3 separate regions of the Sus scrofa genome follow, and regions 2 and 3 are each linked to region 1. A link is a contact called in public HiChIP or PLAC-seq data. All regions are on one chromosome and are shown on one strand. Each heading gives the region's core, a stretch centred on a gene start, on an enhancer-like site or on the middle of the called end of the contact. The rest is flanking DNA. Distances are from core to core; before and after follow the strand shown. Region 1 holds the start of PLGRKT (plasminogen receptor with a C-terminal lysine). Region 2 overlaps RIC1 (RAB6A-GEF complex partner protein 1). Region 3 has its middle 66 kb from the start of JAK2.

The links. HiChIP or PLAC-seq counts read pairs in DNA pulled down with a chosen protein or histone mark.
Region 2: a contact with region 1 is called in an H3K27ac HiChIP or PLAC-seq map of alveolar macrophages. The contact joins the enhancer-like site here to the promoter of PLGRKT in region 1. A contact is called at or near these places in 3 of 5 promoter capture datasets (fetal liver, fetal skeletal muscle and liver), 11 of 47 Hi-C or Micro-C datasets (alveolar macrophages, embryonic fibroblasts, fibroblasts and 6 more) and 2 of 2 datasets of contacts at active chromatin or transcription factors (alveolar macrophages and skeletal muscle).
Region 3: an H3K27ac HiChIP or PLAC-seq map of skeletal muscle shows a contact between it and region 1, with 2.1 times the contacts expected there. The contact joins the enhancer-like site here to the promoter of PLGRKT in region 1. A contact is called at or near these places in 5 of 47 Hi-C or Micro-C datasets (embryonic fibroblasts, fibroblasts, heart right ventricle and 2 more) and 1 of 2 datasets of contacts at active chromatin or transcription factors (skeletal muscle).

What each region holds. Positions count from the first base shown.
Region 1 is chr1:216,690,819-216,694,326 of Sscrofa11.1, forward strand. It overlaps PLGRKT (plasminogen receptor with a C-terminal lysine), which reads left to right and starts at 1,253. Exons shown (of 5, transcript NM_001190217.1): 1 at 1,253-1,333. It also overlaps a transcript of CD274 not described here.
Region 2 is chr1:216,431,020-216,434,392 of Sscrofa11.1, forward strand. RIC1 (RAB6A-GEF complex partner protein 1) reads right to left here. Exons shown (of 26, transcript XM_001924914.6): 4 at 3,001-3,108. Among named protein-coding and RNA genes, the nearest start is that of RIC1, 62 kb to the right of the region's middle. Within about 2 kb of position 1,997, at least 2 of the 83 cell types and tissues checked have an H3K27ac peak or open chromatin away from gene starts, as enhancers often do. A contact at or near this core is called in alveolar macrophages, where this site is marked.
Region 3 is chr1:217,066,198-217,069,916 of Sscrofa11.1, forward strand. No RefSeq gene overlaps it. Among named protein-coding and RNA genes, the nearest start is that of JAK2, 66 kb to the left of the region's middle. Within about 2 kb of position 2,249, at least 8 of the 83 cell types and tissues checked have an H3K27ac peak or open chromatin away from gene starts, as enhancers often do. A contact at or near this core is called in skeletal muscle, where this site is marked.

The sequences.
Region 1 (3,508 bases), core at 3-2,502:
GTGCCTAAATATTTATCTCATTTAGTCTTCACAGTCCAATAAATTAAATGGCTTCAGTCCTATTGTAGAGATGATAAAAGTTAAATTTTGGAGAGGATGAAGAGTGACAGTGATGGATATCAAATAAAGGTTTGCTTATGCTAGATGTCGTGCAAACGCTATCACATCAGTTGCTATCCTCTCTTAATGAGTCCAAGACGTCCTGCACTCAAATGATATCATATCAGTTGCTTTCCTCTCTTAATGAGTCCAAGTTCCAAATGGCTTCGCTTCTGTGTGCCCAGGTCACTCTGGCAAGATGGTGGGGTGGTGTTCACTCACATGCAGAGCCTGGGGGAGATTAAATGCTTTCTTCACTGATGTGAGGGTCAGACAAGGCTAAGGGCAGGGACCTTTCTCAAGGCCAAAGCCTGGTAAAGTCCTTGATATTCTTCCAAGCCGTGTAGTAGCAAAGAAAAGTATGCCAACAGTTCCTCAAGTTTTTCCTCAAGGAAACTCAGAGAAGGACCTGACTTACTCAAGACAAAAATTACTGGTGAGGGTGAGAAGAAATGATTACCTCTCAGGGTAGCAGGGGAGAAAGATGTGCTCGGTCAAAGAAACTGGATTGGTAACTCTGACCAGGTCTATTCTTTTTTCGTTTCCTGCCTTAACATTTTTGCCACTTTAATGGGTGGCAATTTAACAGATGGAAGAGACTGAGGCTCCAACAAATTAAATAAACTATGTCTGTGCTGATATTCAAAGGGGGGGGGGATCTACCCTCGACATTAAACATTCTGTAAAGCAGAAAAGCCCTTACAAATTTTTATAACTGTGGATTATATATATTTCAATGACAACCTCATGAGACACATTCTCGAAACAGACCTTACAAGTGGTAGTTGACTTAATTACTGGAGAATAACTATGACATGGCTCATTAAGCTCTCCAGAGAGAGTTTTACTTTGAGAGGGAACATGACTTGCTCAAGCTCCTCGTGGGTAAGTGACAAACCTCACTGAGTCATTTAAGTGCGATTTCCATGCTGCTCTCTCTCTGCCTCCTTTAAATTTGATTGCTGAGTCCCTGTGGTTTTGAATTTTCCTCTTTGACCCGCCGCTCCCAGGCGCCTGGCGGAAAAGAACATACCAGACCTTCAAGGTCAAGCTTGCGGGCCCTTTAAGGAGAGCTGCGCTGATTGGCTGAGGCTCGGAATTGTCTGTCATGGCCAGCCAATCCTGAGGCACTGTGGGAGTGAGGCCCAGTTCCCTGCGGCGGTCTAGGAGAAGCCAGGCCTGGAAGCCTCCGTTGAGACCGGAGAGACCCGGCGCCTCTACTGCCCACTGCCCAGTGAGTGTGCACCGGCCGAGCGGGCCAGGCTGGCCTCAGGTGGCTGGGGAGGGCGGGTCCCCGCAGTTGCGAGTGCGAGAGCTGAGCCCGTGGGGGTCCCCAGCTTGACGGGCCGCGCTGGGCGCCCTCCCCTCAAGAGCGACCTTGGCTTCCTCAGCTGCTAGTGCCGACCAGTACTGCCAGCCTCGTTTGAAGGAGTCGTTCTCCCTTGCATAGACTGAGGGCTCTCCCATAACGTTGTAATTATGCTGGGGAAGTAGGCAGAGAGTTGTTTACGGAAATCAACATATCATTACATATCACTGCAGGAGTTACCCAAGTTACAGTAATTGGGTCCAGGGTGCGCAGGTGGAGTTAACGTAGGGAAAACCTTCCGGAAGCTGTGGGAGTTCTGGGCTGGAATCTATAGGGGAAATGCGCTAGTTTGAATGGAACGCGCAAGCTAGAATTTGTAGGGGAAGTGGTCTAATTTGAATGAAACCCAAAGACATTGAAAACGATCGTAATCATGCAACTAGTTATAAATGCAGGTTGTTAATACGTCATTTGTTCAGGAAATGAGTCAGTGCACAAATCTGGATGACACACTTATAGGTCATGGAATTATTAATTTTTTTAAGGTAAAATCAAATCCTGAATTCCTAGGTGTGACCCAAGGAGGATTTCTTGGAACTTGCAGCCCCAACACTCCTCAGAAATACCCCTATCTATTGCACAGCTGAGGCAGGGCTGGAGCATTAAAGAGACCTTTTTAAGGTCTCGTGAGTAATCAAAGGAAAAAATGAAGGCAGAAGAGACCCAGATCAGCATTCTTAGCCTTCTGAGACACAGTAGTGTCCAAGCTGTAATTAGTAAGGCATTTCTCTCCAATGACAAAGTGTTGGCAGTTTTGAAAACACTCATTTTTCAGGTGTGGTCTTCTTTGGGAATTACAGGGGAGCTCTTCCCCCTTCTACCTTTAACTCTTGGGAACATCTTCTAATACATCCAAACTACAATCCAGACCCAAAAGAACAAGGCCAAGAAAGATGTAAGCCAAAGTCCTAACTTCCCAGATAGTTTCTCTTCCCTAGGTGACTGACATAAGGATTGTCACTCTACTTTGGGGAGAGTCTACCCTCTTATAAATAGGGGCATTCTAAGGGATATAACTCTGACATACGGTGTGTGTGTGTAGAAATGGGATTAGAGGAAAGTTGTTTTCTTTATAAATGTTTGTTGCAGGTGTAAAAATTCAATTATATACTCCTACCTACAGAATAAAGAATTAGGAATGACAAGTGTCTGAGCTACACCTTCTTTTATATCACTTATGTTTCTGCAACATTTCTGGGGTAGAGACACTTTGGGGACTGCCAAGACAGGTCATATATTGCTCCTGCCTTCAGGCAAGTTGTGCTCTGCTGTTGGAGACAGTGGACACGGGGCTGTCAAAGTCTAGAGACAGGAGAGAACTTCTAGATCACCTTACTGGGTGGTCTCCTCCTCTGGCCACAGGATGGAGTGGAGCAGTGGGTGGGGAGGAAAATCTCATGACCTGCCAGGCCTCTTTATGGAGTGCCTCTTCTCCTCTGTGAGTGGCTCAGCCTCCTGTACCCAGCCTTGAAGTTGACTGGCTCAGAGACTTCTGTAAATTAAGGATGCATCTTTGGCCAGAATACTGGGAAGCCACTGAAGTCTGGCTTGCATTTCCCACTCACTTGAGCCCCATTAGTAGTAGCCTCATTCCATCTGGCATGAAATGTTCTCCCTCTCCCCACGTCTTTTCACCAGTTGGCTAGAACCCAAAATTTCTGCTTAAGATATGGAAAATAGGAACTCTGTCCGGGCTTCTCACAGAATATTGTGAAACCTAGGTGGAAGCATTAAGAGTGGCCACCTTGACCTGAAGTTCACCAAGTGCTCAACAGCCTACCAAAGAATATCAGCAACATTGTTGAGGAGGGTAGAGCAGCTACAACTTCCCCAAGTTCTGCAGTCTTCTGAAGGTAGAATCAACAACTAACTGAAGGTCTTTTCTACCTACCTATTTGGATTAAGAACAAAAATTGGAATTCTGGGCCATCTAGAATTGCCAGCCCACTTAAGAATATCTTAAGTAAGATAAATAAGATAGATGGTACCATATATTCATCTAAAGTTTGTGTTTAAATATTTTTTTCCCCTTTTGAGAAC
Region 2 (3,373 bases), core at 747-3,246, 260 kb before region 1:
GTCTTTTGTCTCTTTTTAGGGCCTCACCCGCAGCATATGGAGGTTCCCAGGCTAGAGATGTAATCAGAGCTATTGCTGCCAGCCTACGCCAGAGCCACAGCAACGCCAGATCCAAGCAGTGTCTGCAACCTACACCACAGCTCACAGCAACGCCGGATCCTTAACCCACCGAGCGAGGCCAGGGATGGAACCCGCAACCTCATGGTTCCTAGTTGGATTCATTTGCACTGCGCCATGACAGGAACTCCAGTCTGGGTTTTTTTTCAAACTACATTCTTCCTCTCCCCTGCTCTCATCTCCCTAGAACATTAACTGTATATGATGGATAGGAATAAGACCAAGATTACTTTCCAGTAATTTAACTGCCTGCTAAGCAAAACTTAACACTCCTCACAAAGTTAAAATAATTCAGAATCTCTGCATTACCATCCATAGTGCTATCACAAAGAATGACCAGACATTTGAATAAACAAGAAAATGTAACCCAGAGTCAAGAGAAAATTTCATCAATGTAAAGAGACTCACAGACAATCCTAATGTTAGAATTAACAATTAAAATAATTGTGACAAACATGATAAAAAAATCTATCAAAAAGATTTATCTGTGTGTATATATGTGTATATATACACACACACCTTATTTAATTGAAAATGAACAAACTCATTAAAACAAAGGCTGATGTCAGATGTTAAAGTACTGAATATTTCCATAAAATTCAGTAAACAGGTCTTGTTCCAAGTCACCCAAGTGCCTGCCCTATCACTGATTCCCATTCTCACTTAAGATTTAAGAACTGAAGGATTGGAGCAAAGGGACTGTCCGCATCTCGGAAGAGCTGGGACACAGGTTCAGTCCCTGCCTGGCACAATGTGCTAAGGATCCGGCATTGTCACAGATGCAGCTTAGATCCAAACTGTGCCTCAGATCAGTTCCCCTCGCCTGGGAACTCCTTATGCTGCGAGGTGGCCAAAAAGGGGGGAAACAAAAACCCAAAAAACTAAACAATTAATTCTTGGCATCTGAGGGATATAAGTACCTTGTAGCAGTATTTGATATCCTATGTCTTTTACATGCCTATACTGGTTTTTAAGTATTCTGAAAATCACCCCAAGGTGTAAGTACACATAAAATATATGCACATATACCATAAATATATGTACTCTGAGTTATGCCCTAAGAGAGCCTCTCCAAACACTGACTTCTATGGGTTTTCTAACAGCTTTCTGGTATCCCAGAGGTATCTGTTATTGCTGTCACTGTTTAATTTAGGATCATAGAAGTAAAATAATAGGATCTATATTACTCATAATGACCAATACTCAAATGTATAAATATGTTCACTATCTAATTAATATTAAATACCATATATACTACATGGAGCTTTCTAAGTGCCTGAGATGAAGGAAGATTCAGAATAAATTGTAGTATTTATTACATGATATTAGTTAGAAATAGAATAAGTTTTTTCTGTTTGGGGTTTTTTTTGTTGTTTCTTTTTTTGTCTTTTTGCCATTTCTAGGACCGCTTCTGTGGCATATGGAGGTTCCCAGGCTAGGGGTCTAATCGGAGCTGTAGCTGCCGGCCTACGCCACAGCCACAGCAACTCAGGATCTGAACCTCGTCTGCAATCTACACCACAGCTCTCGGCAACTCGTTATCCTTAACCCACTGAGCAAGTCCAAGGATTGAACCCGCAACCTCATGGTTCCTAGTCAGATTCATTTCCACTGCGCCATGACAGGAACTCCAAAAGCCTAAGTTTCATGTTTCCTCACTCAACTTAAAATTATATAGGAATTCTCCAATTTCCAGGAGGTATGTGTTATAGGTGCTAATAATAACACTGCTCTGAAATGCCATTATTTTACTTAAGTTTCGAAAGAAAAATTAGAGATTTCCAGTCACCTAAATTTGTACGTTAGAAACTAGCACCTGACAAGTTAAAGTTGTACAAGACAGCAGGATTTTTTTAAGGCTCTTTTTCCATTCCATTTCCATGAACTCTATAGTTTTTGCCACTAGGTGGCAGTAGAAAGCCACCCTGTACAGTTCCACCTAGTTTGGTATCCAGACATTAAAAATTCCTTACACAAGTTACATTCTTGAAAAGAAACTCTATGCTAAAATAAAATCTGAAATGAAGAGTAAATTGAATTCAATCTTTTTTAGCCCTGATCACATTTAAACAAATAACAATAAAAAAGACATTCTTTCTGAGAAGAATTAAAGTAGAAAAAGAAATTAAATAAGGCAAAACAGTAGCTAGCCACCTACATATGATTATATTTAATATGTTCTAGCATCTGTACTGTTATACAATAGGAGAAATGATAGAAAGCAGCCTTTCATTAGAACTGTGAATGAGAAGATTTAAAAAACATAAGTATTATACTTACCCAGCTCAATACATTCATATATTGTATCGATATAGGTCAATACTTAATAAGAGTACAATGTCTTTTTCCCAAATCTGTCCCCACCCAGCCACTCAATTCTCACCCCCACTTTCTTATGTATTCTTTCAGAACAATACATACTCTAACACCACCAGCTCCCTTTAAAAACAAAGAAAAAACCGTAGCATCATTTTGTAGAGCATATCTTGCTTTTTTGACCCAGCAATGAATTTGCAAAGTTTATTTCAATAAATAGAGTCCTGTTTTTACAAATGCATAGCAGTATCTTATTTTAAGCAACTGGACTATGTTACTATGCTGTATTATTCAAACAATTTTAGATCTTATCAAAAATATAAATTTCTAAATAAAATTGCAGTTGGTATACCCAAATTATGGGCTTTATTACAGTAATCTAAGAATAATAATGTACCATCTGTAAAATTTGTATGTTTTTTATAGGGACCAATCAGGAATTTCTAGGACTGAAAAAAAAAAGATCCTCAATGAAAAGAAATCGATTTTCTTACTGGTCATGCAATTAACAAACTACACTGTATTTTGTCATCACAAAATTCTAAATTTAACCAAGGTACTATATACCTCATGATGGGTGCCTGCAAATCCAGTATTTTCCTCATCTCTAAATTTAATGCTGGAGCACACTGTTCTTCCTTAAAATGAGGTGGCCCCTTCCTTTGTGGACTTCCTCTAAAAACAAACAAACAAAAAAACAGAAAATATACAGGATTAAAGAGAAAGATAGTGAATTCTCCTCCACTCTGAAACTAATATCCCATCAAACAAAGTTAACATAACCAAATGCAAAAATCAGCTGTTCATTCTTTAGGTTTTCAAAGGAAAAAACATACTTAAATTTCATTATAGCAAATATATCTACTTTACAATTAAAAATAAATGCATTTGACCAATGTAATTTGTTTTGGGGGAGCGGGGTGAGAGTGGAGGGAGAAGA
Region 3 (3,719 bases), core at 999-3,498, 380 kb after region 1:
GTTTCTTCTTATATTTCTATATTTCTTAAGTTTTTTTATAAACTGTTTTAACCACTTTTAAAATTTACATACAGTAAACTCACTCATTTCCGTTCTTTGAGCTTAGACAAATGCATAGTCGCCAAAATCAAGACATGGTAAAGTTTCATCACCCCCACAAACTTCCCTCCTGAGCCTCCTTTGCATTCAATCCCTCCTCCCACCCTCTGGCCCTCAAATCACTAACCCATTTTCTCTTCCTATAATATTGCCTTTTCTATCATTTCTTATTAATGGCATAATTCAGTATGTGTCTTTTGAGTCTGGCTTCTTCCACTTAGCACAATCCATTTGACATTCAACCACAATGCTGCATTTGTGGTACTTTCAGTGCTGAGTAGTAGTTCACTATATGGATGTTCCACGATTTGTTAATCCATTCACCAGCTCAAGGACATTTGTGTTGCTACTGTTTTGGGATCATGAATTAAAACACTATAAATATTTGCATACAGGGTTTTGTGTGAATGTAAGTTTTTGCTTCCCTTAAATAAATACTTAAGAGTGGGAATGCCAGTTCACATGGTAGGTATGTGTTTAATTTTATAAGAAATTGCCAAACTGTTTTCCAAAGTGTCTGTACTAATCTGCATTCCCCATCAGCAATGTATAAGATTTCTATTTGTTCTGCTTTCTCACCATCATGTGGTATTGTTAGTTATTTGTGTGTGTGTGTGTTTAATTTTCAGCTACACTAATAAGTGCAGAGTAGAATCTCGTGGTTTTAATTTGCATTTTCCTGAACTTGAGTTTAAAAACAAGAGAAGTGTGTCACTTTTAGAAAAAATTATTGAACGTACCTCTTAAAGAAAGAACAGATCATAAAAAGGATTTAGAGTTTTAAAAAAAAGTGATAAGATATTTTTACAATTTTTGCTTTTCAAATGTGGTGTGTAGTCAAAGTAATGTCACGTTATCTTCTTTTCCTCAAGACACTGTATGAGTCTAGTTGGTCCACTTTGTACACTGAGATCTTATCTCTCAGGGCCTGATGCCTCATTCAAAAAAATGAGAGTTTGGGAGTTCCCATCATGGTGCAGTGGAAGAGAATCCAACTAGCAACCATGAGGTTGTGGGTTTGATCCCTGGCCTCGATCAGTGGATTAAGGATTCAGCGTTGCCATGAGCTGTGGTGTAGGTTGCAGATGTGGTTTGGATCTGGCATTGCTGTGGCTGTGGCTGGCACCTACAGCTCCGATTAGACCCCTAGCCTGGGAACCTCCATATGCCATGGGTGCCGCCCTAAAAAGACCAAAAAAAGAGTTTGGACTACATCGATGGTTCTCAATTTTGGCTGAATATTAAAAAAAAAGCTGGGGAGATTTAAAAATCCTTATGCCCAGGCCATACTGAAACCAGAAATTGTGATTCAAGTGTCAGTATTTTAAAGCTTTGCTAGGTGGACATTCAAGGTTGAGAATGACTCGACTAATCTTTAAAAATTGCTTCAAATCCCCAAACCCTATTAGTCTAATTTCAGCTTTCTCAGATATACCTAAGTTAGGTCCACTTTAGTGGTATGCGTGAGGTCTCTCCTGTGTACTGTAGGATGCTAAATGGCATCTTTTGCTACCCATCCCATTCCAGTAGCACGCTCCCACCCCAAGCTGTGAGAATGAAAATGTTTCCAGACATCACCAAAGATACCTCCTTGAGGTCAAAATCACCTGTTGGTTGAGAACCACTGCTCCATTGCATGCCACAGTAAACCAAACACAAATCAATGGCACTTAGAAGCTTTTACAATTTATAACAACATTTTCTTCTGCAGTCTATTCTACCCACTAGTGTTTCCACCGCTAATTTATATTAAACAAATGAAGAAACTCTATTTTCAGACATTAATTTTGATGCTGCATTGCCAACCAGCAGAGGGCACCTCTAAAGATCGACTGATAGTTCCTTCTTCTGAGCTCCTGTGAGGGAGTGATAAGATAAAAGCACAAGCCAGCAGCTCCTCTGCACAACCCTTGTGTGTGGGACAAGGGGAGAATAGGGAGGAAGACAGGACTGAGGGCTGAAGAAGGACCCGAGGAGAGAAAAGATAACACAAGAGATCCAGGGAGTCAATAGGCCAAGTTGTCAGAGATGTGGGCCAAAGAACTGGAAATGAGTTTCAGAAACTAAAAAAGTTTCCAGCTACATGGAGAGCTGAGGTCACTTTCAGTTTCCTGGAAGGGACTGGAGGGGGTACTGGAAAACACCTAGACTTCTTCCTCTTCTGCCTAGCCTAACCCAACTGCCCTTGAAGAGGAGCATGTGACAAAGGCAGGCACAACTTCTCCCTATCTGTGACCTTGTAAGAGAGCCTAAAATATCATGTTGTAGCTGCCACCATGTATCACAATTTAACATTGCTGCAATGTATTCCTCCAAGGGTATACCATCTGGTTTTCTGGAGGATCTAAAATCTCCATAGGTCTTCCTCTAGGCTCTTGTCATGCAGGCTCTGCAATTATTCTCAGTAAAGCACTGCCATTCACCCAGTCTTCTTGAGCATGATAAACTCTTCTAAAAATAGATCTTCTCAAATTAGCTTTGATTGCACACCCATCTCATTTACCAGCAGGCTTGATTTTCCCTCTGGCTTGCTTTTTTCTGACAACAACTTTGCAAACTCCTTCAGAGGGGGCTTGGCCTGATGGTTCAAATAGTTCTAGCTTGACACCTTGTTTTCGGCAAAACCAGACCAGTAGCCACCTTACAGAGAGAAAAACAGCCACCTAAAGAGTGTCCTTTAAAATATATGTATATATATATTTCATATATTTTCCCAGTTTTAAATAACACATAGGCAGAGGAAACTAATGCATATTAAAATGTGAAAGAAGCCAATCTGAGAACCTTACATACTATGTGACTCCAACTACAAGACATTCTAGATAAGGCAAAACTATTGAGACAGTAGAAGGGTCAGTGGTTACTGGGAGGAGGTGGGAGGGAAAGATGAATAGGTGGAGCACAGAAAATAATTAGGGCAGTGAAACAACTTTGTATGACACCATAATGGTAGATACATATCATTCACCTTAAAGTCCTAAATTCTTTTTTTTTTCAAGGTGATACATACAAATAACTTTTTATTTATTTATTTTAATTTCATCGAAATACAACTGACTTTAAAAGTCCTGAATTCTTAATGAGCATTATGGTCTTTGAAATATCATTATTTTCCAGGCTCAAGATATATTCAGTTCAGAGTTCCTGTCTTGGCTCAGTGGTTAATGAATCCAACTAGGAACCATGAGGTTGTGGGTTTGATCCCTGGCCTTGCTCAGTGGGTTAAGGAAGTATTAGAAAAGGAGTACAAAAACATGATACTTTTAAAATTGCACCGCCAAAAAACCAAATACCTGGGAATACACCTGACCAAGGAGGTTAAAGATTTATATGCCAAGAACTATAAAACATTAATGAAACAAATTAAAAGAGGATGCAAAGAAATGGAAAGATAGTCCATGCTCTTGGGTTGGAAAAATGAATATTGTAAAAAGGCCATACCACCCAAAGCAATCTACAGATTCAGTGCAATCCCTATCCAATTACCCATGACATTTTTCACAGCACTAGAACAAACAATCCAAAAATGTCTATGGAACCACAAAAGACCCAGAATTGCCAAAGCAATCCTGAGGAACAAAAACCAATAAGCAGGTATGACTCTCCCAGACTTCAGGCAA